Linked DNA regions of Mus musculus: all the other regions are linked to region 2. The links are chromatin contacts, called in public Hi-C, HiChIP or PLAC-seq and promoter capture Hi-C maps. All regions are on one chromosome and are shown on one strand. Each heading gives the region's core, a stretch centred on a gene start, on an enhancer-like site or on the middle of the called end of the contact. The rest is flanking DNA. Distances are from core to core; before and after follow the strand shown. Region 1 holds the start of Dancr (differentiation antagonizing non-protein coding RNA). Region 2 holds the start of Chic2 (cysteine-rich hydrophobic domain 2). Region 3 overlaps Scfd2 (Sec1 family domain containing 2). Region 4 overlaps Scfd2 (Sec1 family domain containing 2). Region 5 overlaps Scfd2 (Sec1 family domain containing 2). Region 6 holds the start of Usp46 (ubiquitin specific peptidase 46). Region 7 overlaps Scfd2 (Sec1 family domain containing 2).

Region 1 (3,646 bases), core at 501-3,000, 950 kb after region 2:
AGCCGAACTGTGCTGCAGTTTTGTCTACTTTGGTCAGAGAACTTTAAGGCTATTGTGTAAATAGAAACAATTGATATTTCAGACTCAATTGTAACAGTTTCCATTGTCTCCCTGCATACTCACACAACTTTGTATCCTTGAAGGTGGCTTCTTTTAAAATGAAACCACTTCTGAAAATTAAAAGGCCCAGGTAAAGGCGCCATGCAGCCTAAGGACAAGTTATATCCCTAGCATCACACACACAAGGCCTAGATGAATATAAATCGTGGGTTCAATAGGCACCAAACAGAAGCTTGGAAAACAATTGAAAAACAATGCTAAGAAATAACCTTACAGCTAGCAGTGGCTGGCACCAGGCCTGACAGCCTGAGTTTGATCCTAGGGACGCACGCACATGGTGTTAGGACAAATTGCTCCAAGTGGTTCTGACCCCCCCCCCCCTCCCCAGTAATAAGAACAAGTGAACAAGCCATAGAATTGACACAGGAAGCCTTTATTAAAGATTATGGAAAATTACTCATAGGCAACAATATACAGGTTAACACACCTCAATTGCTAGCACGTGACTGGTTACTAGCAAAGAACTTGTCCTAACGAAGTCCAGATACATTCTAATGATCTAGCATGAAATCTTTGCATCTTTAAAACGGCGAGCATGTCATAGCCATGCAGATCTGATTCTAGGGCAGTGGGACATGAAGAAGGGGTGGGGCAGGATCCTAGTACATTGATTAAAATCTTTAGCAAACTACCTTCAGGGTAATCAGTTACAAGGCCATTCAAGGAAACTCACATGGCCCTCACTTCACCTATTTCAGCTTCGATACTAATCCTAAAGTGGAATACAGGCAAACCTGGTCACTACATGCAAGAGTACTTCACCTTGGAGCCATTCAGTCACGGGTTTCTTGTAGTTTTCAACCTATGAAAGAATAAAAATGTTTCACATAAGTGGAACATACTCAACTATATCCTTTCCAGCTGACCTAAAATCTCACTTCTAGAAAAGCAAATGTATTCTTGTCTTCTGAACTTTCTCCTCCAACCAAATTAAACCAGGTAGGCTACGTTTTCTTTTCTTTAAAATCCTATATCACTACCTAGCAATCGCCAGAACCTAAAATGCGCACATTCAAGTTTTAAATGAAGCTTTTGGTTCATTTGTGACTCCAGACAGGATCCAAAGAGGAGGTGTAGTTTTCCTCTCTGGGTTTTATGGAGAGTTCCTTTACCCTTCTGTGTTAGCCTCTTAAAGTACTGCGACAACCTTAAAAGGGCACAGGAAAGGGCGACTGGGGAGGCCCGGCGCAGCTCAACAAAGACAGGCCTGGAACCTCCGTCTTCTCGGCCACGTGGCCAGGGCCTGCCTCCGATCAATGCCGGGACGTACCTGCGCTTGTGTCCGAGGCAGCAGCACGGCTGGGCAGTGGGGACCGGCTCGGGTGGATCGGCCTGCAGAGGGAAAGGGCGGTGGTCAGGGTGCCCGGGTCGGACGGCACAGAGGACTTTGTGTCTCGCGCAGCCCCGGGCTGGACACTGCCGCCCGCCCCGCGGGCCGCTGAGAACTGCTCTACCCCTCCGTTCTGGCCGCCGGGAGCAGCTGAGCTCGGGGCGGGCAAAGCTCGAGGGGACACGGGGACATCCTGACACCCTCCCACGAGGACACTCACCACCAAGGCCGGGACCGAAAGACCGAGCCGCTGCGCGCTGCGTTAATACAGCCATCCGGGAGAGGGGCGGAGCTGCCCCCCCCCCCCGAGACCTGCAACCAATCAGAGGGCCGCTTGGAGGGGGCAGAACAGGAAAAGGAGAGCAGCCAATCGTCAGAAGGATTGTAGGCGTGGCTGGTATGGGAAGCCAATCGTCGGGACGTTTCGGACCCGGTAGGGTGGGGCCGTTGACTTCCAGCAGCAGGTTCTCCACCCACTGCGGTGTTGGAAGCGTTGAGGCTGTGCTCAGTGGAAACCTTCCTTTCCTGAAGCTATGCCGGTGCTAGGTGTGTTCCGACTTAGATCCCTTCTTGTTCAGCTAGTTCACTCCCAGGGCCCCTCCTTAACCCTGAGAGGAGCTGCCTTTTTCTGTGTTCCTGGAGAGTAATATCAAGGAGAAATGTTGCTGGAGATGTGAGGCAGTTAGTTCTCAACAGAGCTCTACCACAGAGCTACCTCCTCAGCCCGTACCATTAATTTTGAGTCAGAGTCTCTCTTAGGTGCCCACACTGCTTTCTAACTTACTGTGTAGCTAGTTCAGGGTATTCATCAAACTTGTTATCCTCAGTGCTACGTGCTAGGATTGCTGGCATGCATGCCACTCTCCACCTAGGCTATACCTTTGTCTTGTTTTTAGTGGTCCTGGGTTAAAAGTAGAGCCTGGCGTCTCAGATCCCAAACCCTTTTATTACTTTGAAACTAGGTCTCACTAAATTTCCCAGACAAGACTGGAACTTTCCGTCCTTCTGCCTCAGCTTCCTGAGTAGAAGGGACGACAAATTTTCACCACCAGGCCTGGATATGTGCTTAACTTATTTTAATGAGAATTTCCACGGTCTGAGATGATTTTATTGGCAAGGTTTTTAAAATAATAATAATAATAATAATAATAATAATAAAATTATTTTTTTAATTTGAAGAAATTAAATTTCCAAACTTATATTAAAACTAAAAATGTTCAAAGAGCCACGTGCCTGCGTTCTTCTCTCGGCTAAAAGCCAGCCATTCATTCCAGACCTGGCGCATCTATCGTCTTGGTCTGTTGGGGGAGGGGGGGTATTTTAAAGCAAATCTCAAGCTTGGTTTGTTTCACCTCTTAATATTTCAGTATTTATTTCAAAAGAAAAGAGGCCATCTTGCCTGAGGACAATGCCAATGTGATTGCTAGAATAAACAGCCGCTCCAAGTTCACAGCAAGACTATTCTGATACAATGTTACTTTACAATGAGTTCGTTTGAATAAGGACTCTAAGTCTATTCATCATGCTCGCCTGTGTTTCTTTACAGCCACTTTTAGTCTAGATAAAAAAAATGATGACCTGCTTTGTCAACTTGCTTTGACTTTTTAGATAACTTTTTGAGATTGAACCCAAGTGTTATAGGTCACCCTTTTAAGTGTACAAATCGGTGTTTTTAAATATTCCTCAAGGTTTTATAATCATCTCCATTGTCTACTCCCAGATCATTTTGCAGTCAGCGTCTTATTGGAAAAAGAAGCCCCATGGGGCTGGAGAGATGGCTCAGCAGTTAAGAGCACTTGCTTCTCTTGCGGTTCCTCGCACCCACTACCTGCAACGCCAGGCTCCAGCTCCACAGTCCCCTTTGGACAACAACAAGTTCACACAAACACACACACATAACAGTAAATAATAATACATTTTTTTTTTAAATTGGAAACCGTCTCTTCTAGATTTTTTGTAGGCATGGAATCACACATGTGACCTTTTTTGTTGTTGTTATTTTGAGATAGGGTTTCTCTGTGTAATCCTGACTGTCCTGAAACTTGCTTTTTAGACCAGGCTGTCCTTGAACTCACAGAGATCCTTCTGCCTTGGCCTCCTGAGTGCTGAGATTAAAGGCGTGCCCCCACCACTGCCAGGTCATACTTGGTTCTTTTAAAACTAGATTTTCTTCATTTGAAACTTGCTTTTAAGCTT
Region 2 (3,832 bases), core at 502-3,001:
TCCACGTACATCAAGAGACTCTGTCAAGTAGCCCAAGGGATAGGTACTATTATATCTATTTTATTTTAGAGACAAGGCTCTATTATAGCTCAAACTGGCTATATAGAGTGATGTTCAATGCCTAATTTTCCTGTCTCCATCTCCCACCTGCTAGGGTTTTATAGATGTGTGCTACCACGCCGCACTTTTGTCTTCCTGTGACAGGTCAAAGACCAAGAGGTTAAAGGACTTGGCCAGGGTCCCATAGGAAATGATAGAGGGCGATTCAAAGTCAGCCTTCAGAACTACCAAGTTAAGCTGCCTCCTGTGTGTATGCTCCATTGGAGCCTTTGACATACCCTCTGACTCCCACCCCCCTAGAGAATTATGGTTGCTTGCCTTAATGACAGAAAAGTTACTGCCAGAGACTGTAACATACATAGTCGCGCGTGCACGCGCACAGACACACACACACACACACACACACACACACACACACACACAGCTGACCACACAGTAGGTTCAGTGTTTATTGAATGAATAAATCTGGGAAAGCATAAGTCTGACGCATCGACTATTTTTCCCTGCCTAGCTCACTGCCCTTTTTTTTTTCCCCAGATCTTTCCAGGATTAAGTTGTCCAGCATTTTCCACTCTCATGTTAACCTTTGTACGTTTTCTGCTTGGACAAAGACCCGTAAACGAACTTGAAGGATGCGAACACTGCGTAGAGAACTGTTTGTGGACACTGGGTCCAGTACAACTCCTCTTTCCTTTCCAGACCAATGAGGAACTCTTGTTACCCCATGGTCCAGTTTGCCGTAGGAGTCCAGTTCTGTTCCTATGTTGTTTGGATGCTTGGCAGACTCTTGATTGTGAAACCAGGTCCAAGGTGATCCATGAGTCCACTGTTCCTCCCTTCCCCCATCCCCTCTTGTGGAGAAAACATTTTTCACTAGAGAGACGAAGCATACAACTGCAACTTCTTAATTGGAACACAGAGAACTTGTCAACTTTGTTAGGTAGTATTGATGGTGAGATTTCTTGTTAACAAACAAACAAACAAACAAACAACCTGGGCTAAAAGGACAGAATATTTGGCTTTGGAGATATTTTGGAAAATCAGGTAGGACAGTAGACAGGAAAGCACTGTTTGCCGGGCAGTGGTGGTGCACGCCTTTAATCCCAACACTTGGGAGGCAGAGGCAGGGGGATTTCTGAATTCGAGGCCAGCCTGGTCTACAGAATGAGTTCCAGGACAGCCAGGGCTACACAGAGAAACCCTGTCTCGAAAAACCAAACCAAACCAAACCAAACCAAACCAAACCAAACCAAACCAAACCAAACCAAACCAAACCAAACCAAACCAAACCAAACCAAACCAAACAACAACAACAAAAAAAAAGAGAATGCACTGCTTTGTTAATCTCAAGTTGGCAAAGTCAACCAACTCTGCTTCGCATCGTGGACTAAAAACGTTTTATTAAACCGGCAGTCAGATTCTCTGGTCCGGCCAGGGGCTTCGCCCGCTGTCGTTGTTTGGGCTACAGATTACTCCAGCCTGGCTCTAGGAGTCGAGTCGGGGTCAGCGCCCCCGATCCTCACAGACGCCGCCTTCCGGGTCGCTGACCCTGGAGCCGGAGGGCGGGGCCGCGCCGGGTGGAAGCGGAGGAAGAGGCCGGCGTCCCGGGAGCGCGCGAGACCGTCCGCGTGAACGCGCCCGCCCGCCCACCCGCGCGCCCGCGCCCACGCCCGCGCCCGCCCGCGCTCCCGGGAAGTCTCGCGATGCGGTAGCCGGCTGCTCCTGCTGCGGGTGGCTCGGGCTGTTGCTGTGGTTGCCGGAGTTGCGGCGGCGACGGCGGCGGCGCTGGCGCGGGCGGCGGCGCTGGCGGGGGTGGCGGCCCCGGCGGATGTTGACATTGTGTTGTTGTTCCTGCCCACGGTAATGGCGGCGGTGGCGGCGGCAACGGCGGCGGCCGGGACCAGGTCTCCTCAGTAGCCGGAGCCCACACTGCCGAGCGCCAGCTCCGCGGCCTCCGCGCCCGCCGCCTCACCAGCCGTTCCCCGCGGCCGCCCCAGAGCCAGGGCCCCGGGCGGGGGGCTCGCCGGCTCGGGATGGCGGATTTCGATGAAATCTACGAGGAGGAGGAGGACGAGGAGCGGGCCCTGGAGGAGCAGCTGCTCAAGTACTCGCCCGACCCGGTGGTGGTCCGCGGCTCCGGTCACGTCACCGTGTAAGGCCCTGCGAGGGCTAGGACGAGGACGGGTGGCGAGGCGCGGGCGGGGTGGGCCCTGGGACCCCTGGGGGTCCTCCTTTTCTTAAACCCCCGTCCCCGGTGACTGGCGCGGGACGGGGGCCTTGGGGGAAGCTCCGGCGATCAGGAAGTGAGAACTTGCTCTGCTTCCATTTGTTTAGGACTCCCAAGTGGGGACAGACACTGCCTCCCCTCCCTCCCACAGCCCCGGAGCAGGCCCCGTGGCCCGCGGGGATGTGTGGGGTCCCAGCCGGGAAGATGGCTCTTTAGGGTCTGCCTGATGGGCCATCGGTACAGGCTAGAGGTGCACACACTCACACACACACACACACACACACACACACATCTTGTGGGATCCATCTTTGTAACACCCCCCACACCCCCGTTATTCTTTGGGACTCTGCCTGACTTACAGCCTATTGACATATGGCTCAGAGGTCAGATCTGAGGTGTTAAGATCCCAGTGGCAGTTGGTAAATGAGATTCACTGTCGTGTGTCTATCACACATAACACGTAGGGGCTTCCCAGTTCCTCAAGAGTAAATTTCTGCAAAACTGATTCGAGTTGCTGTCAATTATGTATGATAGAAGTATACAGGTGGACGGAAAAAAAGAGGAGGATACATCTGTTTACAAGGAATTACAAGTACCGAGTTTCCTGTAATCCGGTCTGTTTTGGGACACGGACCTAGGTTGGCTTCTTTGATAAGGGCCCCTGTAAGGTTTATTAGCAACATCAAAAGTCCCAATATTATTCAAACAATAAGGGATGAAAGCATTCTGAAAGGTCGTGACTAATAAAGGAATGTAGACTTGGGGCAAATAATGAGTTGTCCGGAAGAAGGAAGTTTTGTAACATTTCCCTGATAAAATCCGGAGTTTGTACAACTTAGGGTATTGATACTCCTTTGCAGCTGCTATCTCCAGTTGAAAAGTCATCGCTCAAACTTCCTGTACTTGCATATCACTTTATCACTGATAGAAAAAGGCAGCGAGCCTGAAGCTGTCTGGAGCGCTTGTCATTGTTTTTTGGTGTAGGGTGAGTGGGGCGTGCTGTGGGCAAGGCGGTCAAACAGTGAGGCTCCTCAGAAGATCGGCCCTTGTGTAGTCATCCTGACTAGCCTTGTTGTTGTTGTTGGGGTGTGCTTATGTAACACCTTGGTGTCTTCGCACCTGTTAACGTGTGCATTTAGGTGATTTAACAGGGTAAAAACACTGCATAAGCATTGTTTCAGTACCTGGATAAGGAGATGGGACTTCGCACCATAATAACTGCTCTGTTTTAACTGTCAACACAAACTTAATTAAGGAATATAGCTAATTATGAATAATACAGTTTAAATGTATATCATAATGCTTTTAGTGTTATAACCTGCTATTTAATTTTTAGTTTAACTCTTAGGACTTTTTTCTTTTTCTTTTGAACTTAAGGACTATGGGTGCTTTTAAAAGCAATTACAAACAAACAAAAAACCGACACAGTGATAGTCCCAGTACTCAGGAGGCAGAGGCAGGTGGATCTGTGAGTTGCAGACTCCCCTGGTCTTCAGGGCTACATAAAGGATTTCTGAACTTTTTCATGTTGTCTGTGGTCATCCT
Region 3 (3,529 bases), core at 590-3,089, 640 kb after region 2:
GAGCTCCATCACAGAGCTGCACACCTTGTTTTTCAGAGCAGCTGCCGTGCAGGGCCTGGTGATAAACAGCACGGCGACTGGCAACTGTTCTGTTGCTGTCAAGACACTCCATGACCAAGTTGACTCTTAGGAAAGAAAGCATTTAATTGGCTTGCTTACAGTTTCAGAGAATTAGTCTGTTAGAATCATCGTAGAAGCAACACACATGGTGCCAGGGCAGTAGCTGAGAGCTACAGTGTGATCCATAGGCAGCAGGCAGAGAGAGAAAGGACTGTGTGAGATTTTGAAAAGTAAAAGCCCATCTCTTAGTAACACACCCCTTTCTTCTCATGCAGTTCACCAACTGGGGGGTGAGGATGCAAATACATAACCTTATGGGGCCAGTCTCACTCTTGAGGGATCTGTCTGCCTTTACAACAAAACCTGTTAAGTATACTGGCAGTTAGGGTTAGGGTTAGGGTTAAATTCCAGCATGAGTTTTCAAGAGGACAAACAGTTAAAATTTCACACCCTATCACAAGCAACTGTTCTTTCTCAGCGAGAGCTCCATGCTCTAATGTGGAGCTTCTCATTTTCTACCTTACAGACTGCTTGCGTTAATGCCCTCTTGTCTCTGTAGCAAAGGACCTCAAACTTCGAAACACACATGTAACACTTTATCATTCTGTAGAACTTACTGAATTAGCATTAAGTGTTATGTGGGATGTCTTCTTCTCCAGAGACGTGAGAAGGATTTGTTTCCTTGTTCTTTCTGTTTCCAGGGCCTCTGTATTCATTGGCTTGTGCTTTCTCTCATCAGTCTTCAGGGACAGGACTGTTGCCTCTCTTTGTTACCTCATCAATGGGCATAGCTGGGAAAAGTGCCCACCTGTAAGAAAGCCTGGGATTAGGTTGGTCCTGCTCACATAACCCAGGATCATTGCCTCATCTCAACAGCTGCAGCGTTAGCGCTTGACCTTACACTGCCCCCCATGGGCTCGTGTTGTTCACGAGACCTCAGCTTATAGTGGTATTTTTTTTCCATTTTTTATTAGGTATTTAGCTCATTTACATTTCCAATGCTATACCAAAAGTCCCCCATACCCACCCACCCCCACTCCCCTACCCGCCCACTCCCCCTTTTTGGCCCTGGCGTTCCCCTGTTCTGGGGCATATAAAGTTTGCGTGTCCAATGGGCCTCTCTTTCCAGTGATGGCCGACTAGGCCATCTTTTGATACATATGCAGCTAGAGTCAAGAGCTCCGGGGTACTGGTTAGTTCATAATGTTGTTCCGCCTTATAGTGGTATTTTTAAGAAAGTAAACCTTTAACGACAGTGAGTGGGTTTTCAACCTGTGGGGTTATGACCCCTCTGGAGTTCAAATATCAGATATCCCACATATCATGTTTACCTTATGGTTTATAATAGTAGCAAAATTATAGTTATGAAGTAGCAACAGAAATAATTTTATGGTGGGGGGTATCTCTACAACATGACAAACTGTATTAACAGATCACACAATGTTGAGAGCCATTGCTCTCAGAGCTAGAGCCTGGTTTGCAGAAGTCACTAGGTGTGGACCCCTGAAGGTAATAGCTACCATGGGTTCTCACTGGCCTTTGTGGCTTCCTGTCTGCTGAGTGTGACTAGCCTGTAACACAAGTTTCCACTGTCACAGGGTGGTCTGTTTCTGCTGACACGCCTTCTCCAGTGTGATAAACAGAGATCCTTTAAAACCACAAGCTAAAAGGGATGTTGACAACCTTGGGTTGCTTTTGTCGAGACGACACACAGAGTGGTTAGTGTGGAGAACTGGAGCCAGGAGAGCAGGTGCTGCTGGGATAAACTTGATCACGTGGGTCTATCGGGCCTTTGACCTGGCTTTTGGGGCCAGGAGGGAGGAGTTTGGAGGCATGGGAGTTACAGGAGCTTTCCAGAGTGCTATAACATTTTTATTTTCCTTTTGTTAAGGGGTGTGTGTGTGTGTGTGTGTGTGTGTGTGTGTGTGTGTGTTTGTGTGTGTGTGTGTGCCTGAGCAGGCCATAAGATGATACTGCATTCACTAAAACTGGAGTTACAGGTGGTTGTGAGCCATCTGATATGGGAGCTGGAAACCAAACTCGGATTTTCTGGAAGAACAGCACGTGCTCTTAAATCACAGAATAGTCTCTCCAGCCCGGGGGGGGGGGGGGGGAGCTTTTCTTAAGGGCTATTCTGAAGGGTGCCTGGAAGACCAGACTACCAATAAAAATGCAGAGCATAAGGAGGACTCATGAGGTTTCAGATAGAAGTAAAGACCCTGTTAAGAACTGGGCTTGAAGCTCTGTGACCTTCTGGCAAATCTGCCTATATTTTTCCCATGTCTTGAACATTTGAATAAAACCACATTGAAAAATAATGGACTAATCTATTTGGCAGATATAATTCTCAAAATATAATGTTCATGCTGTGGCATGGTTAATGTTTCCTACTTTTTGCCTGGCTTAACGCAAGAGTCCAGAGCAAAATCAGAACAGAGAACTTTGAAAGGCATGGACCGGGCAAGCAGTGGAACGTAGAGACAATTATAGTTGTGTTCAGGGTGGGCACAGGTGACGATGCAGCTGTACTTGTGAGGTGACTAGGAGGCCTTAGTCCATGGCAGTAAAGCACACACTTTGCACTGGGGAGTAAGAACTGTTTCTTAAAGGCAAGCCCTCACAGGTTGAAAGCCCAGGCTGCTGAGTGCCTGAGCATCTAGACCTGGGAAACTGTTTCTCTGGGAAGCCCTTGTCCCTTGGCAACCAGGCAGAAAAGCTCATGGTTTGACTCTGAAAGGCCCCATCGGACTTGTGCTTCAGACCGAAATCTTCAGCTTATGAGACTATTCTCATAGTGGAGGTATGGGGAGGCGAGGCCTCCTTAGCAGACATGGCTCACTAGGAACGAGTTTTCCTGGCCTGAGTTCCTCCTTTCTGTCTGCCACGATATGAACAGCCTTTGCCTCAGGCTGCTGCCAGGGATTGAGCTGCTCCTAATGTCTAGCTTTCTCAAACACTGAAATCTTTCTGCAACTGTAAGCTGAGATAAACTGTCCTCTTTTGTGCTGTTTCTAGAAGGTGTGTGATCGCAGAGATGAAAGTACGTCACAGTCTTCATCACATCTGGAAAGCCTCTGTACAGCCACAGACTGCAGGAAGTGGGGCATCATTCTGCCCTTCCTGCCGTCTTGGTAGGTGTACACAAAGCACTTACTGGAGGGGGGATCCTACCTAGAATTCATTTCTTAGAGCTTTGCTCCTCCCTCATGGTGGATGCTGGCTCTTTAAAGCCCAGGTGGCAGTGGCGTGTGCCTGTATCAGGATTTGGGTGTTTCCAGTGCAAATGCCAACACCTTATAAGAACTTTCCTAAGACCTGGCTGTTCATTCCTCCTCCCACTCACCTCTGAGCCCCTTGTATCCTGGGTCTTGCTTGTTATGTAAAATTATTTTTTTTACAATTCATTAAATAATATACTTATTTGGTATGTGTATTTATTTGTACATGTATTGATACTCGGGTGCCTCAA
Region 4 (3,494 bases), core at 920-3,419, 610 kb after region 2:
CACACACTCCTGGAGAGTGTAAAAAAAGTACATTCTCAGGAATACAATGAACCATAATATAACAAAGTACTAAAACCTAAAATCTATTACATTTAAATGTAAGCCTATGGATTCTTGCTGGCTTATGGAATTTCAAAAAATATTTTGTATTCTTAGAGTCCCTTTGTAAATTTTAAACCATTAATTTGTATATCTCTAGAGACATGATTTTAATATTTTTTCCAGTGTAATTATGAAATTGTAAAAGTTTATTTTTGTTTAAATTTAACCTTTCTTAACACAAGTGAAAAAAAAACCAAGTTGAAATTGAAGACAAAGAGAAATAATCACTTACTAAGACTGTGGGAGTTTTGATTCTATTTTAATTATTTACTAAAAAACAGTCTCTGTCTGTATGTGTGTAGTCTGTATGAGTTTATGTGTACCACATGGTTGCAGTTGCCTGCAAAGTTCAGAAGAGGGCATCAGACCCACCCCTGAAACTAGAGTTACAGGTGGTTGTGAGATGTCTAATGTGGATGCAAGGAAATGAACTCAGGTCCTCTGCAAGAGCAGTAAGTACTCTTAACTTCTGAGCCATCTTTCAGGCTCCTTGTCTTTTTTTCTTTTTTTGAAGTCAAATAGTGAATTGTTATTTTGTTTACTAACCTTGAAATATACACTTGGATTTCCACTATGTATGGTAGATAAAATTACTTCGATAGATGGGCAAGTTTTATTCTTGGGACCTGGGAAAGGTTTAGCCTCTCCGCGCACCCACTCAGAACTCCAAAGCAGCGTAAGTGCTGGGGAGCAAGCATGCAGCCCAGGTGTCAGTTTCCTCCTTCCGAGAGCCAGCCCAGCAGATGGAACAAAAGAGTTTATTTCTGGAAGATATGAAGACATTTTGTACTTGTAAATATTTTCTTACCCCATATTTTTAAAATTATCTAATTAGCATGGGTCACATTGACTTGTATTTTATAAACCAACTCTGCATTTCATTTTAGACCAAGGTTCATTCATTTTTTTTTTTTAGCCATCTCCCAATGTGATATTATATTTACAATAAAGAACATCTGGATATTTGCAGTTGGAGAAGTCTTCGTGCTTTTAAAATATGACATTGAACAAATAGTTCTCCATCAACGGCTAAACAGCAATCAGCCATGTCTCGGATATTTGGGTGGATTTGGTTTTGTTATTAAAAACATTTGTTTTTGTATCACTTAAAACATCTTAATATGGTATGTAGGTATGTAGGTGGTGAAAAAGCAGGTTATGCTACAAGGAAAAACTCTGAAATTTTGTAATAATTAGGGTAATAAGTCTAAATGAAGAATAATGGCTGGGTTTCCTTCGGTCTGGCCTTGATTCTTTCCAAGTGAGAGCACGGTGGTGCAACACTGCCCCCTACTGTATGTCTTTGCCCTGCCCTTTGAAGGAATCTCAAAAGAAAAAAATTGGAAGAAATCAACAGCTTGGGACAAACCTATCTTCTTACATTTGGTATTTTAAAAAGGTGTTGTAGAGAGTACTCAGCACAGACACTCAGAGGATTAGTAGACTCCTCGCTTCTGTGGTGCCGTTTACTTTCTTACGGGGCGTTGCTGAGGTAACAGATGACACGTTTTTGTTTTTCCCCTGATGGATGGTAGTGGAGGTTTGTGAATGTGCTTCTGTTTCAGTTAGCGCTTGTCTCAAGGAATGGTGCATCTTTGAAAAAAAACGCACAGGATCTCTTTGAGGCTGGAAAGAATAGGGCTTTTGTCCATTTTCATGATAGCTTCAGTATTTTTAATAACAGGACCAAACCTTGAGGTAAAATGTATCAATTTAACCAATCACATCTTGGAGCTCATCCAGGCTTAACTGTCTATAAACAACTTTGTCTTATTTTGTGTAATAGAACCCTTAAATTCATGTGCAAGAGTCTTTGGCACGGATAACATTTAAACTTTTTCATTTTGATGAAAAGTTGAATTCCTTCTTTTCCCTTTCTAAGGGTATTACTTTAACAACATTATTTTGATGACATGTCCTTTGCAAATGCATACTTTCGGACATTAAAAAACAAATCGAAAGCCACTTATCATATGAATCATTGTTAAAGTCAGCTGTAATCCGCTGTGTAAAATCTCCCTGTAAAGGCACACAGGCTAGGGGCTTAAACCTGGAGCACATTAAATTAGTTCCAGTCTCTGGCGAACTGGCTTTGCCTGCCTTGCTTAGGCAGGCAAACCGGAAACAGGCAGTTTATAACAAGAAGTCTGCCTCAGAAACCATGGGGTCTATTGGAGAAAGATTTATAGCCCCACTTATATAAACATTACAAATGTGGACTCCGAGTAGGAGGGGAACCGTTATCGAAATCTCCCGAAGAGCTTTTTCATTGTGAGTAAAATGGACAGCGTGCACTGTTGTTTGAAGACCCGCCAGCGTTTCCACAGCCGTCCTCTCCACTGCTCTGCCTGATTAAAATGGAGCATTGTGAAGACTAACCAGACCACCTACTTCTAATTTGTTTTCACAGTAAGACTGCATTGGCATCAAACCTGGAGCCAAAGAGACTCTGTGCCAAAGGAGAAAATTATCATTTTGGAGTTAAAGAAAAAGGAATATAATTACATGAAATCTAGGGGTAATGGAGTCTGGACTTCAGTTTATACCACTGCCTGAGTTTAAGTGATTTTTACATATAAACTCTTTCCTAGATATCGTGTTGTCTTTGAGATTGTAATAGAACCCAGATGAGGCTTGAAATATTTGGTCCCATAAAATGAGGAAGGCTGAAAGGAGAGATTAACATTTGAGATTAGAAAAGCTATTTATTTGATACTTCACATATGGCGAGCTGAGGTCTATGGGCTGCACGTCTGTGTTCTTCTCATTTAGCTTTATCTCATTTGTAATGTCTTGAAACTTTCCACATAAATACACTTTCTTTTGCCCAAATATCTCTAACAGGGCACTAAAATCAAATTCTCTCTTTTCTTTTGGGCTTGTTAATAGTAGCTACTGTCTTGTGGGTCCAATCCAGGTGGTGCTGAGTCCACTCTCCTTAGGATCTCTGCAGCATTCCTGGAAGATAGCGAGCACATCTGTTTTTAGCATTTTTAACTCAGTCCAAACATAAGGTTATTTGGAAAGCACCTTTAAAATAGGGGCTGCTGTAAGAAGGAACACAATGAAAGGTTGTGACTGATAAAACATGAAGCCAGGATCCTCAAGAAGAGAGTGGAGTTGAATGTCGTATGCAGCACACCCATAGAAAGGTCCCCATGTTTTCTTTGTCCATCAGGTCTGTTTTCTTTGATAGCAAGAAAAGCCACTCCTCTAATTTCAGCTGGTGAGCAGAAATGAAAAATCTGATCATGTGTCACATCAGAGAACAGGTGGACTCAAAGGGAGGTTCTGAGCAGTATCACACGACTAATACTAGTGATAATTTTACTGGGTATTATTTTAAATTTTTAAAATTATTTTTATTATAACATTCTCATTATTTTTGAGAA
Region 5 (3,543 bases), core at 147-2,646, 740 kb after region 2:
TGCCAGCAGCAGGCAGAACTCTGTCCCCTTCTCCCCTCATGATGAGTTTAGGGTAGAGTGCTGAGCATACTGCAGTGTGTGTTTAAAGACAAGTGCTGCTCTTGTTCCTGTGAAGTATGTAGCAGAAAGCTCTCATGGTGAATGCTGCCCTTGGCCCTTGAATACACACCATGGAGACAATTCAGTAGTTCCTATAATCACACTGAAAGGCTAGCTTTACCTCAGTTAAGTGCATGTGCACGCGAGCACACACACACACACACACACCATCTTTGTAAGCAAGACAGTCTTTGGATTTATGGGTGAAAGTTTTATTGTTTATCTTATTATACCTTAATGGAAACAAAAGGCTTTGGGATATAGATACAAACAAGAAATGAATCATCATTCCTAACAGAGGGGCTGGTGAATTTATATTTCATAATCTTGCCAACAAAGAGCTTGCTGATGTCTCATGAATGAGGAGGAGGTGACCTCACAAACACATCTTTAGGAAAGACCCCATGACTGTGGGTACAGAGCTGGCCATGGTTTGGGTTCTTGTCGAGCAGGGTCAAATGCTTGACCCCAGAAAGCCAGCCAGGGGCTTTCCCAACATCAGATATCAGCAGTTGTGGGCAACCAATGTTCATTCCCCGTAGAATTTTGGAAAAGTACAGGATTTGTGGATCTCATCAATTTGTGCTGCCTTAGTTAGGAGTGAAAATCCCCATCTATCCACGACTGTGTCTGCTGGTCAAGAAGGAGGGGCTTAACCCCAAACACCCGCCGGCTGTGAGCAGGGCTTGGATGCTCTGCCCCCTTCCTTCCAGTGAGTGGTACATGGCCTGTCCTCAGGGGCTTGCCCTGCCTAGCCTCCAGGATGCTTTCTCAGAGAGTGTTTGCAAAGATTGAGCTTGGCTACTACCTACCCTCCAGCCCTTCTTTGGCCCCTCTGTCCCACTCTAGCAGGCTCCTTCTCGATTAACACTGTGACCTCCAATAAGTCACCGTCCACAACAGTTTCCTCGTCTGACAAAAGGAATCAGAATGCAACCTACCCTGTAGGGTGGCAGGGATTAAACTTAGAAAGTGGCATTGGGCATGTAGCATTTAAATGATAGTTATGGGATGTACTCTGATGACAGTGACAGTGGATGGAGAGATAATTGCCCTCCTGTTTCCCTGGTCAGCAGACACTGGTCCCCAGGGCTCCCACCCTGGTTTCCATGCAACACTTGTTTATGTCTCCACTGCACACTCTCCAGTCTGGTAGTCTCGGGTTGCTAGGTGCCCAGCAGATTGGACTGCTCAGCACAAGAGCTGTTCTGAAGCAGAGCCCACAGGTCTCCCCCACTGGCCACATAGCGTGTGTATGCTGTTATTCAGTTTCCTTCTGTGGTGGAGGAGTGGACGCCTAAGTACTGCTTCTTTTTATAGCCAGCTCTGACAAGCACGTGTGCTGATTAGAAGGCAGGCCTCCTGGGGCATTCATTTTGAAGGGCATAATGATACTTAGGAACCAGAACTATTTCAGACATTTATTGGAAACTCTTTATTTTCTAAATTCAGGGCATACTTCTTGTTTACTTCCTGCTAATGAGAATCCCCCTGGGGTTGAAAGTCCTCTTGGGCCCATTTCTAGAAGTGTGTTCGCCCTTCAGATTATCCATGCAGAAGACCTGAAGAGGCCTGCATGGATAATCATTTAACCTTTTTAACCAAGAGGGCCCTTTTCCTGTCCCTAGGCTGCACATGCTGTCCCTCCTGACCAAATGCACCTCACAACATTTAGTCTCACTTCAACCCTTTCATAGAACTCCAGGGGGTTGTCTAAAACTAACACAGTACAAACACATGGAGACTAGAAGTCAGACTCCCAACTGGGCCAACAGAGTACAGAGCACTGGGGAAGCGCATGCCTGTCTTCAAGGGGCCCACACACCAGAGCAAGGGACCAACAAATGTTCTAGCCTTGCCCCACCCCTCTCCTTAAAGTCAGCGGTGCTGGCTCAGGTGAGGGGGCTTGCGAAATAAATAGTTTTCTAGGAGAGAAGGACACAGAGATAGCAGAGAACATCAGACATTCAGAGCTATAAGTTGAGAATGGGAGGGAGAGAGGATACAGATGGAGAGGGGGAAGGCAGGAGGGATGTTAATGTAGGGACAGGACGGATGTGCTCAAAACATTGGTTGGGGTCAATCTCAAGAGACCTTGTCTCAGATTGCCCACGGCTTCCCCCTGAGGAGAATCTAATCTAATCTGAGGGGACTAGCAGACAGCACAGCTCTTCTGCCTAGCACCCGTGGACTTTACTTTTTAAAGTCTTCAGCCTTCCCTCTCAAGGAGAAACACTGTCTCTTCAGATACAGGGTCTCTAGGGGGTTTTTTCCTCCTGTGTATGACTTTTTTAAATCTCAGAGTTACAGCACTCTCTTAAAAATCAAATCAGTGATATATACAGTTTTGTTTAACTTAATACTCAAGGAGATAGTTATCAATCAGTCATAAAGGTGTTTTAATTTGTGAGGTAAGGTCTCACATGTAGCCCAGACTGGCCTCCTGCCTCTGTTTCTGGAGCAGTGGGGTTCAAGTGTACACTTCCATGCCAAGCACAGAAACATGAAGGGCTCAAAGGTGCAGGTGGCCAGAAAATGCTCAGCAAGCTGCCTAGAAGACTGGCCGGGACTGGGTGCTGAGGCCACCTGGAAGACAGGCTGGGACTGGGTGCTGAGGCCACCTGGAAGACAGGTCGGGACTGGGTGCTGAGGCCGCCTGGAAGACAGGCCGGGACTGGGTGCTGAGGTCCTTTATGCTTTGTCCGGAGACTGTGGAGACTCAGCACTGAAACTGGCATTCTCCTTGCTCCTCTGTCCACAGTGTGGCTGGACTTCTAACCTATTCCAGTAGATCAGGGCTAGCTCACAGGGCTCGTCTTCACATAGGTAGTGTAAGTCACACAGGTAATGTGGATGGTAAGGGACCAAATCACCCCTAAAAGAACAATTGCCATCAATGCTATCAGTGCCAAGGTGGAAGGAATGTGGGCTCAGGGCTACAAGATGGGATTTTTCAAGAGATGTTAGAAATCTCTGTTCTTGTGTGAAATTATCTTGGAATTTAGATATGGGAGAAAAATGAGCATGGGGCTCGAGAGCTCAGCTGTGTGTTCTCACTGACCTGCCTCTAGGCCTTCCCACTGTGCGGGTTTTTGGGCTCCTCTTAGACTCGCTCTCTAGCCACCTATGACAGGTCCATGGCCTCCAGGACCCAGCGTCTCCACCTGCCATGGACACTCACTGTGCGTGTGTGCTCGCTGTACTCCATGTTCTGTGCATAATGCTGGAGGATGCAGAGCAGCAGAGCTTAGGACCAGACAGCCCCCAGGCAGCTCTGAGGAGCAAAAGCAGACTGAAGGGATGCTGATGAGACAGGCCACCCAGTATCCAAGAGTTCCTCTCTCAGCTCACAGCAGTTCAGGAAGGCTCAAAGAGAACAAGGCAGCCATCTTCCACTGGAACCAGATGGGCCTGATCAGGTGACTTCAGAAGGTCCTAGCTTGC
Region 6 (3,361 bases), core at 275-2,774, 980 kb after region 2:
GACTAACCACGCACAAAGCTGAGGCCTTCAGCTTGTGACATTTCTCAGTCTTTAAGCTTTTCAGGACCTTACTGTGTTCTGGCCAGTCATAGTTAGGGTGTTTTATCGATGGTCCCCCTCCCCTGCCCCCTCCTCAAATGGTGCCCCTCCTAAGTTTAGCATGCCTTTATCTGTACTATTTATTTGAGAAACACAGAGCTGGGTTGGATACCTGCTCTGTAAGCCTTATGGAGCTAACCATGTCTATTAACTAATCATGTAGAAGCTGGAAGAGTCGTAACTGACAGCAGTAAAAAAGAATGAAAGTAAAATTCAGGTAGAATGAGTCATTGTGAGCAGGAATATTAATCCTTCTACACACTGAAAAATACAGTATCCATGTGACCCGTCCCCCACCCTCACCCTTCAGTCAGTGGTTTTGTCTTCTATTTCCACCCCAGATCCTAGAAGAATTACCAATGGATGGATGGCTCTCATGTTATGTGTATAACCCTAGCCCCCCAGCCCCCAGTATGTTACTCTTGGCTAGACAGAGCTGTCTTCAATTATATTAATTTCTCTCCTAATTTAATTCTCCACAAAATACATTGGTTTGGGAATTTATCACGTTTCACATGCACAACTTCCCTGTGGAAAGCTTGGGACTGCAAACTTGTCTGCACAATTATTCCCCATGTTTGAAATGAACTCTTTCAGTTCTCACGAACATATCCCTCAAGTGGTGTGTACAGTGTGCACCCTGAGCCTGCAGTCTGGGCCTCCGCAGGAAGGTGTAAAAGCTCAAACAAAACTGAGATCAGGAGCTCCGAGGATGGGAGATAGGAAAGTTTTGTTTTGGTATTTCCTGGACAGCCTCTAGTACCGCCCAGAACCTGGCCATTTCCTCTGTACCTGCTAATGTCACAAATCTCCCGAGTGTGCCTGCTTAGACCCGGAATTCTTTCCTTTCTGGGAACCTTTCCCTAGGCAGCTGGGTTGCTGCTGGCTAGGGCTTTCTGGCCACGCCCATGTCCTGGTCTCATTTTACTTTTCGGGTTCCGGCGGATGCCATCTGGCTAGAACCCTGGAGAGAAACTTTAAAGTTGACTACACTCACCCTTAGACCCTTATTCATATCCTCCACTAGCTAATCCCTAACGCCCAAGGCTTGCTGGACACCAGCAGAAACGGGCAGAGGGAAACCGGGAAGCGAGCACGCCCGTGTCCCCGCGGTGTAGGTCCCCAGCCCAGTGCCCGGTACGGTCCTGGGTCCGGCGGAAAGGCCGCGGTGCTGGGTTTGCTCGGGGCTGGCCTTACGGTGCAGCTGGCACCGAGCGGGACCCTAGGGCAGAGGAGCAAGAACGGCTTCCAGTGGGGTCAGCCGAGCGGGTCCTGGCTGGCAGCGGGAGCATAGCAGTGGCCTCGGTTCCGCGCCTCCCGGCTCCGGGCTCCTCCTCCCGCCGGCCGCGGCCCGGGCTGCGTCGCTCCGCCACTCCCCGCCCCGCGCCGCCGCCCCGCCCTCGCCGCCGCCCGGCCTCGCTCGCCCAACCCCACTGCAAGCCGGCCCCAGGCCGCCTCGCCGCCACCCGGCCTCGCTGCGCGCCACCATGGACAGTCCCGTTTTCCCCTGGTAAAGATGGCGGTGCGCGATCGCTGCAACCTTTAGACTAATGACTGTCCGAAACATCGCCTCCATCTGTAATATGGTGAGTGGCCGCCGAGCCTCCGGGGGTCGCGCCCGCAGCGAGCCAGGCAAAGAAAGGGAACCCCGGGCTGGAGCTGCACGCGCGCCGCGGTCGTGGGGGCCGTGCGGCCAGAAGTTCCCGGTCCCGAGGCTGGGCCGGCTGACCGCAGTCCCCCCCACCTCTGTCCCAGCCGGGGACCCCGAGCGGATCCCAGGGATCCCCAGGGCGGCCCCATGCCCCCGCCCTCGAGTTGCGGTGCGGGTGGTGGGTGGGGGTGGAGGTGGAGGGTGCGAGGTGGCTGCACAGCGAAGTCCCGAGGGAGGACCATGAGGGTACGAGCCCGGAGTGGAAGGAAGCAAATCCTTCTGGTGCAGTAAATAAACCCTTACTGGACTCGCCGACTGTCCTCTGCTCCTTCTGGAGTTCAGCCTTGATTGTATTTAAGATTCACTTTGCAACAGCAGTGCTCTTACCAGGAGAAATTGGATAGACATGAAAGCTGTGACCAAAAAATAAAAAATAAATAAAAAATAAAAATTCCAAGTGAAGAATCTGGTTAGAGAGGTGAACTAAAACCTGGTATCGGAAAAGCATGGCAATTTGTTCTGGAGGCCTCAGTTTCCCCACCTGCATGCAGGAGATTATAAGGAGACAGGAACGTTTGCAGGCCCTGGGAGTGAGTGGCTGTAGGTGTGAGGAAGTCTGCAGGGGTTGTCCTGCCCCGCCTCCTCTCCTTTTAGCTTGGACACTGCCTGGTCTGTCTGATAGGGTGGGGGTCTGGGGGGGGGTGTTACCCAGCAGTCACTTTAATTTAGATTTCCCCCATTACTTTCCAGTTCTGTTTAGTTTCCTCGGGACCAGTTTCTAGCCCTTGGGGCCACTGAGTGTACTCAGCTAGCACCCCCACTTGTGGGAGCCATAGGGAGGTCAGGGGTAAGGCACTGGGGTGTGGGAGTTGAGGAGGGTGTGTGTTCTGCCTGTACTTTCTGTATCCTCACCCCCTTAGACCCCCTTCAAACTGGAACACTGTTTTTTTTTTTTTTTTTGTTTTGTTTTGTTTTTCCATTTTGGGGAATCCATCCCCGCCCCCACCCCCCTCCGCCACCAAGTTAGACAGTAATGCTAGCATCTAAAGGAAATCTGAGGAGGCCTGATTAAGTAGGCCTCAGGTAAGGTGATCTGGCTGCCCTTCCCCCATCACACAGCTCTTTAAATCTTCTGTCCCACATTCTGTTGCAAGATCAACACATGGCACAGCACATTAAGGAGCCATGTGTTAGCTCAGGTGGAGTTGAGACCTGCTGGGGCTGGCCCCAGCTCTCTGTGCTGGTCCAGGCCAGCAGAGCAAACGCAGGAGGTCCCAGAGAGGTAGCTAGCTGCCTGCTTGGTGGTACAAATCTCCTTAGCCGATGGCTCCCGCAGCCTTGTCATTTTCCCTTTCTGCTTGAAGACGCAGGTTTCCTGCTTCTTCCTGTCCAGTGACATTAATGTGGCTGGATGCCCTGAGAAGACAATGCATTTCTTCTCAGTGTCTCAGCTGTAACCGAGCTCCTGTGGGGAACTGGGAAACCACAGGAGCTTCAAGGCTGTCTTTCCCGCCTGTGGGGTTGGCCGCAGGCCTACAGGCTCCTGAGGCTCGGGGCCTGCTTGTGGAGCTGCGCTTGTCCAGTTTGCAATCCAGTGACACCTCTCCGTAT
Region 7 (3,603 bases), core at 1,027-3,526, 590 kb after region 2:
GCTGTGTTAGTATTCCCCTGTAATACAGTAAGCCCTAGATTCCAACCAACCAGTTTTTTAAGTGAATTTCATGAACTAATTGTGTGTTCACGAATGGTTAGGCTGAGCTTGGCCATGATCTTGCTGCTGGTGATTATGGGAGCTGAGTTGCAAGCCAGTCTGTCTGACACTGAATACCCCTTTAACTATGTATTCCTGGAGCCTTTGTACCAGCGTAAGGTATTAGAACGACTGTTGGTTAATTTTTCAGTTGTCCCTCCATACTTGTTCTCAAGTATGAGGATAGGAGTTTTTCTTTGATACTGGTTATAGTGTGTGTGTGATGCTTGTGTGTGCATGTGCACATGGAGGCCATATGCCAACACTGAGTGTTTTCCTCTATCAACTCCCCATCTTATTTTTGGGCACACTCTTTCTCCCTGAAGCTGGAGCTCAGCATTTTGTTTAGGCTCACTGTTGAGAGAGCCTGCTGACATGGCCCTGTCTCCATCTCCCAGTTCTGGGTTACAGATCTGTGCCACCACACCTGGCTTTTACATGGGCTCTGGGATCTGAGTCGGATCCTTGTGCTTGCACCGTGGAGTTTACCCATGAGCCAGTGGAACGTTACCCACTACCGTGCTTGCGTCTCTTCCACCTCCCTCAACTTAGACTTTACCTTAGTGTTCATTCCTGCAAGCCTTTAATTGGACCTTATGTGACTTAACTCATTTGATGACAAGGATATTAATCACCTCGATTTCACCTTTAAAAAAACAATATTTTATTTTAATGTTCTTGATATTGACTTATTAAGGCATTATAATTTTGAATATTGAAGGAGAAGGGAGGAGGAGAAAGAAAAATATGAAATATGAAACAATTTTCACAAACTTCTTGTTAATTTGTTGAGCATGGGGGCATTGCCAGGTTAGGAGCGAGTGAATCTGTGCCAAGCACCTGATTAGAAAGGGGCTCAGAATATAGATCATGTAAACTATTGCTCTTAAACCTGGCTTGTCTCAAAAGTGGTGATATCATATGTTATTCCAGCTGGAAGCCAGAGTTAGTAATCAGACAAAGTAAATTTAAGACTGACAATTTTAGTTCTTAGTGTGTTATGGGTCTACCAAAAATGTTTGCCTGTATGCTAGTAATTGAAGGTGCAGTGCATACAGGTGGGTGGGTGTTCATTGAGTGAAAAACAGGAGAAGCTTAACTGTAGAGATGAATCAGTTAAACTGCTTTGGCTCCCAGTGGGCTCTGCACACACCCAATAGCTCTCTGGATTCACAAATGAAAGAGACGCATGCACACGTACACGCACTCGCACACACACACATACACATGTACCAGCTAATTGTGGTATGTCTTGACTAGCTCAATGGCTGGGCACTTCTAAACCTTCCCGTGGCTAGCAAACACTCCCCTTTGGTATTACTGGCTTAACACCTTCTAAATCTTTATTTTATCTTTGCTGCCCTGTTACCTTCTAGACAGCCCCCTCATGGGGCCAGTTCCCTTTCCACCTACATTGCTGGACAGTTTCTCTCCTGCAACTCTTAATTCTGATTCCTTTGCCTCGAGACATGGTGATTCCTCCTCTTTCCTTCTCTCTCAGTCCCTTGCCTGCTCAGTCTAAAAGTTGTGCCCCATCTTCTTGCCCAGCCATTGGCCGTATGGCTGTGCCAACTCAAAACCCTGCATCTGGGCCTGGGCAGAGTTGGTCAGTCTCCAGCTCTATTGAACCTACACCACCAGGGTAAGTTCTTCAGCACTGTCCCAGCTAGCTCACCCAATGCTACAGCCAGAAAGGGGCAGGGCAAGCTCTCCCTCTCTCATGCCCTTGGGTCTGGCTCACTTGTGCCCACACCACCTGGCCCAGCTCTATGTGCTGCCCAGATGAGGTGGGTGTTGGGTCTGCTCTCCCACATGCTATAGCCAGTGAGGGGTGGTGCCAGCTCTGTGAAGCCCTTGAATATCAACATGGTCCCCATTGGTAGCCCAAACCAGGGATGTCTGCATGGCCTTTGGTAATACTGGCAATGGACCTAGACCCAGTCCTGCTGCTGCATGGTCATGAACCCAGACATGGCCCTCAGTGGCAGTACTGCTGGGGACTTCACCATGGCCTCACTTTTGAATATCCACCTCTCTCCATAGTGCTCAGACCACTTTGCTTCTCTTTCTCATCTCCCCACCACATGCTTACACATAGTGGTGGGCCATACAGTGGGTGGGCAGGCTAGGAACCTCATGTTCAATAGTGTGTGGCACATCATGGGGTTGTTTGTGTACATGGGCTGGATGTTGAGTACACATCTGTGGAGAAGGAGATGACACTCAGGGATGATGGCCTGGACACAGACAGTACACTGGCTTTGGCCACTGATTTGCTGTAACAGAGTTATGAGCTGAGTGAACAGCTTAACTGTACAGCTAAAGTAGTCTCTCTCTGTCCCTCAGTCAGAGTCCTTTCTTTTAGTATTCTCATGAAGTTTACGTCTTCATTCAGACCAAGTAATGAACTACATATGGGTAAATTTCCTTTCAAGGTGAAATTTTCAAGAAAATAAAAGATTTGTAGAAAATTGACCAAATCATATTTCTAGGTTTAAATAGTGATTTATGTTTTTTTTTAACCAAGGAAGTCAATAGCACCAAACATTTGTCGGTCATTTCAGAATTATTCCTGCCTGCTGTGCTTATTAGCTCTTGTGTGCTTGTGCCATATGGGCTCCACATCTGGTGACCAGTCCGTGGTGTTTTTAGGGGGGTGTGGGGGTGGAATATCCAAAATTTGCTTTGAGGAGCAACATAGATACATTGCCACAGAATCCAGTACTGCCCCTTTCTGCAAATATCTGGCCCCCAATCAAATCCATAGCACTGAAGTTATATTCTTCTTCAGAGCTCACAGTAACTAAACAAGACACAGTACAAATTGGGACTTTAAACTGTTGGGCACCAGTTTTCTCTCAGTACATTACTTACGATGATATCTCTTTGATGTCTTGACATATCTCTGAAATCATGATTAAATATGGTAACCAGAACTAGTTCCGACTTGCGCTGGGACAGTCATTTGGAATCAATACTGAGAGCACTGCTTGGAAGGGCGCTTTTACTTTTAATGAATTTAAGTGGTGCTGAAGTTTCAAGTCTTTTTTCCCTCACTTCTTCCAGAACTGTCATTAGAAAAGTTATCATGATCTGTTATTAAACTAAATATATACTTCAATAAAACAGTAAGTCCAAGATACTATTAGCGAATGTTTGCCACTCAATGTTTTTCTGATTTATCATAGACATCCATGGTCTCATTTGTAAAAGCAGCAGGCTTTTCTGGCAAACACTCTTCGAAGTCTGTTTGCAGTCACTTGAACGGCATCTCTGCAGTCAGAGCCTTGAGCACATACACGAGTTTGGGGTTTCCTGGCAGGCACTGAGGACTGGCTTGGTGATTTAAATCCAATTATGTGTTCCAGCACCGAGCTTTGTATTCTTAACCCATCCCTGTTCCTTCTCTCACTGTTTTAGAACACAGTTGCAATTTGTATCATTTCTCTGTGGGAAAGAAACAAAGTAGGACAAAAGGGAAAGAAGCACTGGGATGCACTGGCG

Evidence for each region. Promoter capture Hi-C pulls out the DNA fragments that hold promoters and counts their contacts. A called contact is a pair of places that touch in the nucleus more often than the background predicts. HiChIP or PLAC-seq counts read pairs in DNA pulled down with a chosen protein or histone mark. Capture Hi-C pulls out chosen DNA fragments and counts their contacts.
Region 1: a contact with region 2 is called in a promoter capture Hi-C map of pre-B cells, with 4 times the contacts expected there. The contact joins the promoter of Dancr here to the promoter of Chic2 in region 2. A contact is called at or near these places in 6 of 39 promoter capture datasets (the 3T3-L1 cell line, the C10 cell line, the HPC-7 cell line and 3 more), 1 of 484 Hi-C or Micro-C datasets (B cells), 8 of 115 datasets of contacts at active chromatin or transcription factors (the 230-238 cell line, embryonic stem cells, memory CD8 T cells and 3 more) and 2 of 9 other capture datasets (adipose tissue and liver).
Region 3: a contact with region 2 is called in an H3K27ac HiChIP or PLAC-seq map of regulatory T cell precursor, with 7 times the contacts expected there. The contact joins the enhancer-like site here to the promoter of Chic2 in region 2. A contact is called at or near these places in 3 of 39 promoter capture datasets (the 3T3-L1 cell line, hippocampal neurons and liver), 1 of 484 Hi-C or Micro-C datasets (natural killer cells) and 6 of 115 datasets of contacts at active chromatin or transcription factors (the 230-238 cell line, forebrain, memory CD8 T cells and 3 more).
Region 4: an H3K27ac HiChIP or PLAC-seq map of stem cell-derived neural progenitor cells shows a contact between it and region 2, with 4 times the contacts expected there. The contact joins the enhancer-like site here to the promoter of Chic2 in region 2. A contact is called at or near these places in 7 of 39 promoter capture datasets (the 3T3-L1 cell line, the C10 cell line, the HPC-7 cell line and 3 more), 2 of 484 Hi-C or Micro-C datasets (both in uterus), 12 of 115 datasets of contacts at active chromatin or transcription factors (the NIH/3T3 cell line, differentiating embryonic stem cells, embryonic fibroblasts and 8 more) and 3 of 9 other capture datasets (adipose tissue, embryonic tail and embryonic trunk).
Region 5: a Hi-C map of uterus shows a contact between it and region 2, with 2.9 times the contacts expected there. The contact joins the enhancer-like site here to the promoter of Chic2 in region 2. A contact is called at or near these places in 6 of 39 promoter capture datasets (the 3T3-L1 cell line, the HPC-7 cell line, cranial neural crest and 3 more), 2 of 484 Hi-C or Micro-C datasets (both in uterus) and 7 of 115 datasets of contacts at active chromatin or transcription factors (craniofacial prominence, embryonic forebrain, embryonic hindbrain and 4 more).
Region 6: a contact with region 2 is called in a promoter capture Hi-C map of adipose tissue, with 2.9 times the contacts expected there. The contact joins the promoter of Usp46 here to the promoter of Chic2 in region 2. A contact is called at or near these places in 7 of 39 promoter capture datasets (the 3T3-L1 cell line, the C10 cell line, cranial neural crest and 4 more), 2 of 484 Hi-C or Micro-C datasets (CD8 T cells and embryonic stem cells), 6 of 115 datasets of contacts at active chromatin or transcription factors (astrocytes, bone marrow-derived macrophages, embryonic forebrain and 3 more) and 3 of 9 other capture datasets (adipose tissue, embryonic stem cells and liver).
Region 7: a promoter capture Hi-C map of cranial neural crest shows a contact between it and region 2. The contact joins the enhancer-like site here to the promoter of Chic2 in region 2. A contact is called at or near these places in 5 of 39 promoter capture datasets (the 3T3-L1 cell line, the C10 cell line, cranial neural crest and 2 more), 1 of 484 Hi-C or Micro-C datasets (uterus) and 5 of 115 datasets of contacts at active chromatin or transcription factors (embryonic fibroblasts, embryonic limb bud, embryonic stem cells and 2 more).

Annotation. Positions count from the first base shown.
Region 1 is chr5:74,091,164-74,094,809 of GRCm38.p6, reverse strand. Dancr (differentiation antagonizing non-protein coding RNA) reads right to left here and starts at 1,750. Exons shown (of 1, transcript NR_145133.1): 1 at 473-1,750. Snora26 (small nucleolar RNA, H/ACA box 26) reads right to left here and starts at 1,280; the gene lies at 1,160-1,280.
Region 2 is chr5:75,042,560-75,046,391 of GRCm38.p6, reverse strand. Chic2 (cysteine-rich hydrophobic domain 2) reads left to right here and starts at 1,751. Exons shown (of 6, transcript NM_028850.5): 1 at 1,751-2,212. The coding sequence starts at 2,094.
Region 3 is chr5:74,402,486-74,406,014 of GRCm38.p6, reverse strand. The region is part of intron 4 of Scfd2 (Sec1 family domain containing 2); the gene reads left to right. Among named protein-coding and RNA genes, the nearest start is that of Gm32064, 88 kb to the right of the region's middle. Within about 2 kb of position 1,839, at least 66 of the 459 cell types and tissues checked have an H3K27ac peak or open chromatin away from gene starts, as enhancers often do. A contact at or near this core is called in liver, memory CD8 T cells, natural killer cells and 2 more, where this site is marked.
Region 4 is chr5:74,431,881-74,435,374 of GRCm38.p6, reverse strand. The region is part of intron 4 of Scfd2 (Sec1 family domain containing 2); the gene reads left to right. Among named protein-coding and RNA genes, the nearest start is that of Scfd2, 98 kb to the left of the region's middle. Within about 2 kb of position 2,169, at least 60 of the 459 cell types and tissues checked have an H3K27ac peak or open chromatin away from gene starts, as enhancers often do. A contact at or near this core is called in the NIH/3T3 cell line, adipose tissue, embryonic fibroblasts and 4 more, where this site is marked.
Region 5 is chr5:74,298,159-74,301,701 of GRCm38.p6, reverse strand. All of the region lies in intron 5 of Scfd2 (Sec1 family domain containing 2), which reads left to right. Among named protein-coding and RNA genes, the nearest start is that of Gm32064, 17 kb to the left of the region's middle. Within about 2 kb of position 1,396, at least 34 of the 459 cell types and tissues checked have an H3K27ac peak or open chromatin away from gene starts, as enhancers often do. A contact at or near this core is called in uterus, where this site is marked.
Region 6 is chr5:74,066,574-74,069,934 of GRCm38.p6, reverse strand. It overlaps Usp46 (ubiquitin specific peptidase 46), which reads left to right and starts at 1,524. Exons shown (of 9, transcript NM_177561.3): 1 at 1,524-1,685. The coding sequence starts at 1,650.
Region 7 is chr5:74,450,969-74,454,571 of GRCm38.p6, reverse strand. The region is part of intron 4 of Scfd2 (Sec1 family domain containing 2); the gene reads left to right. Among named protein-coding and RNA genes, the nearest start is that of Scfd2, 79 kb to the left of the region's middle. Within about 2 kb of position 2,276, at least 4 of the 459 cell types and tissues checked have an H3K27ac peak or open chromatin away from gene starts, as enhancers often do.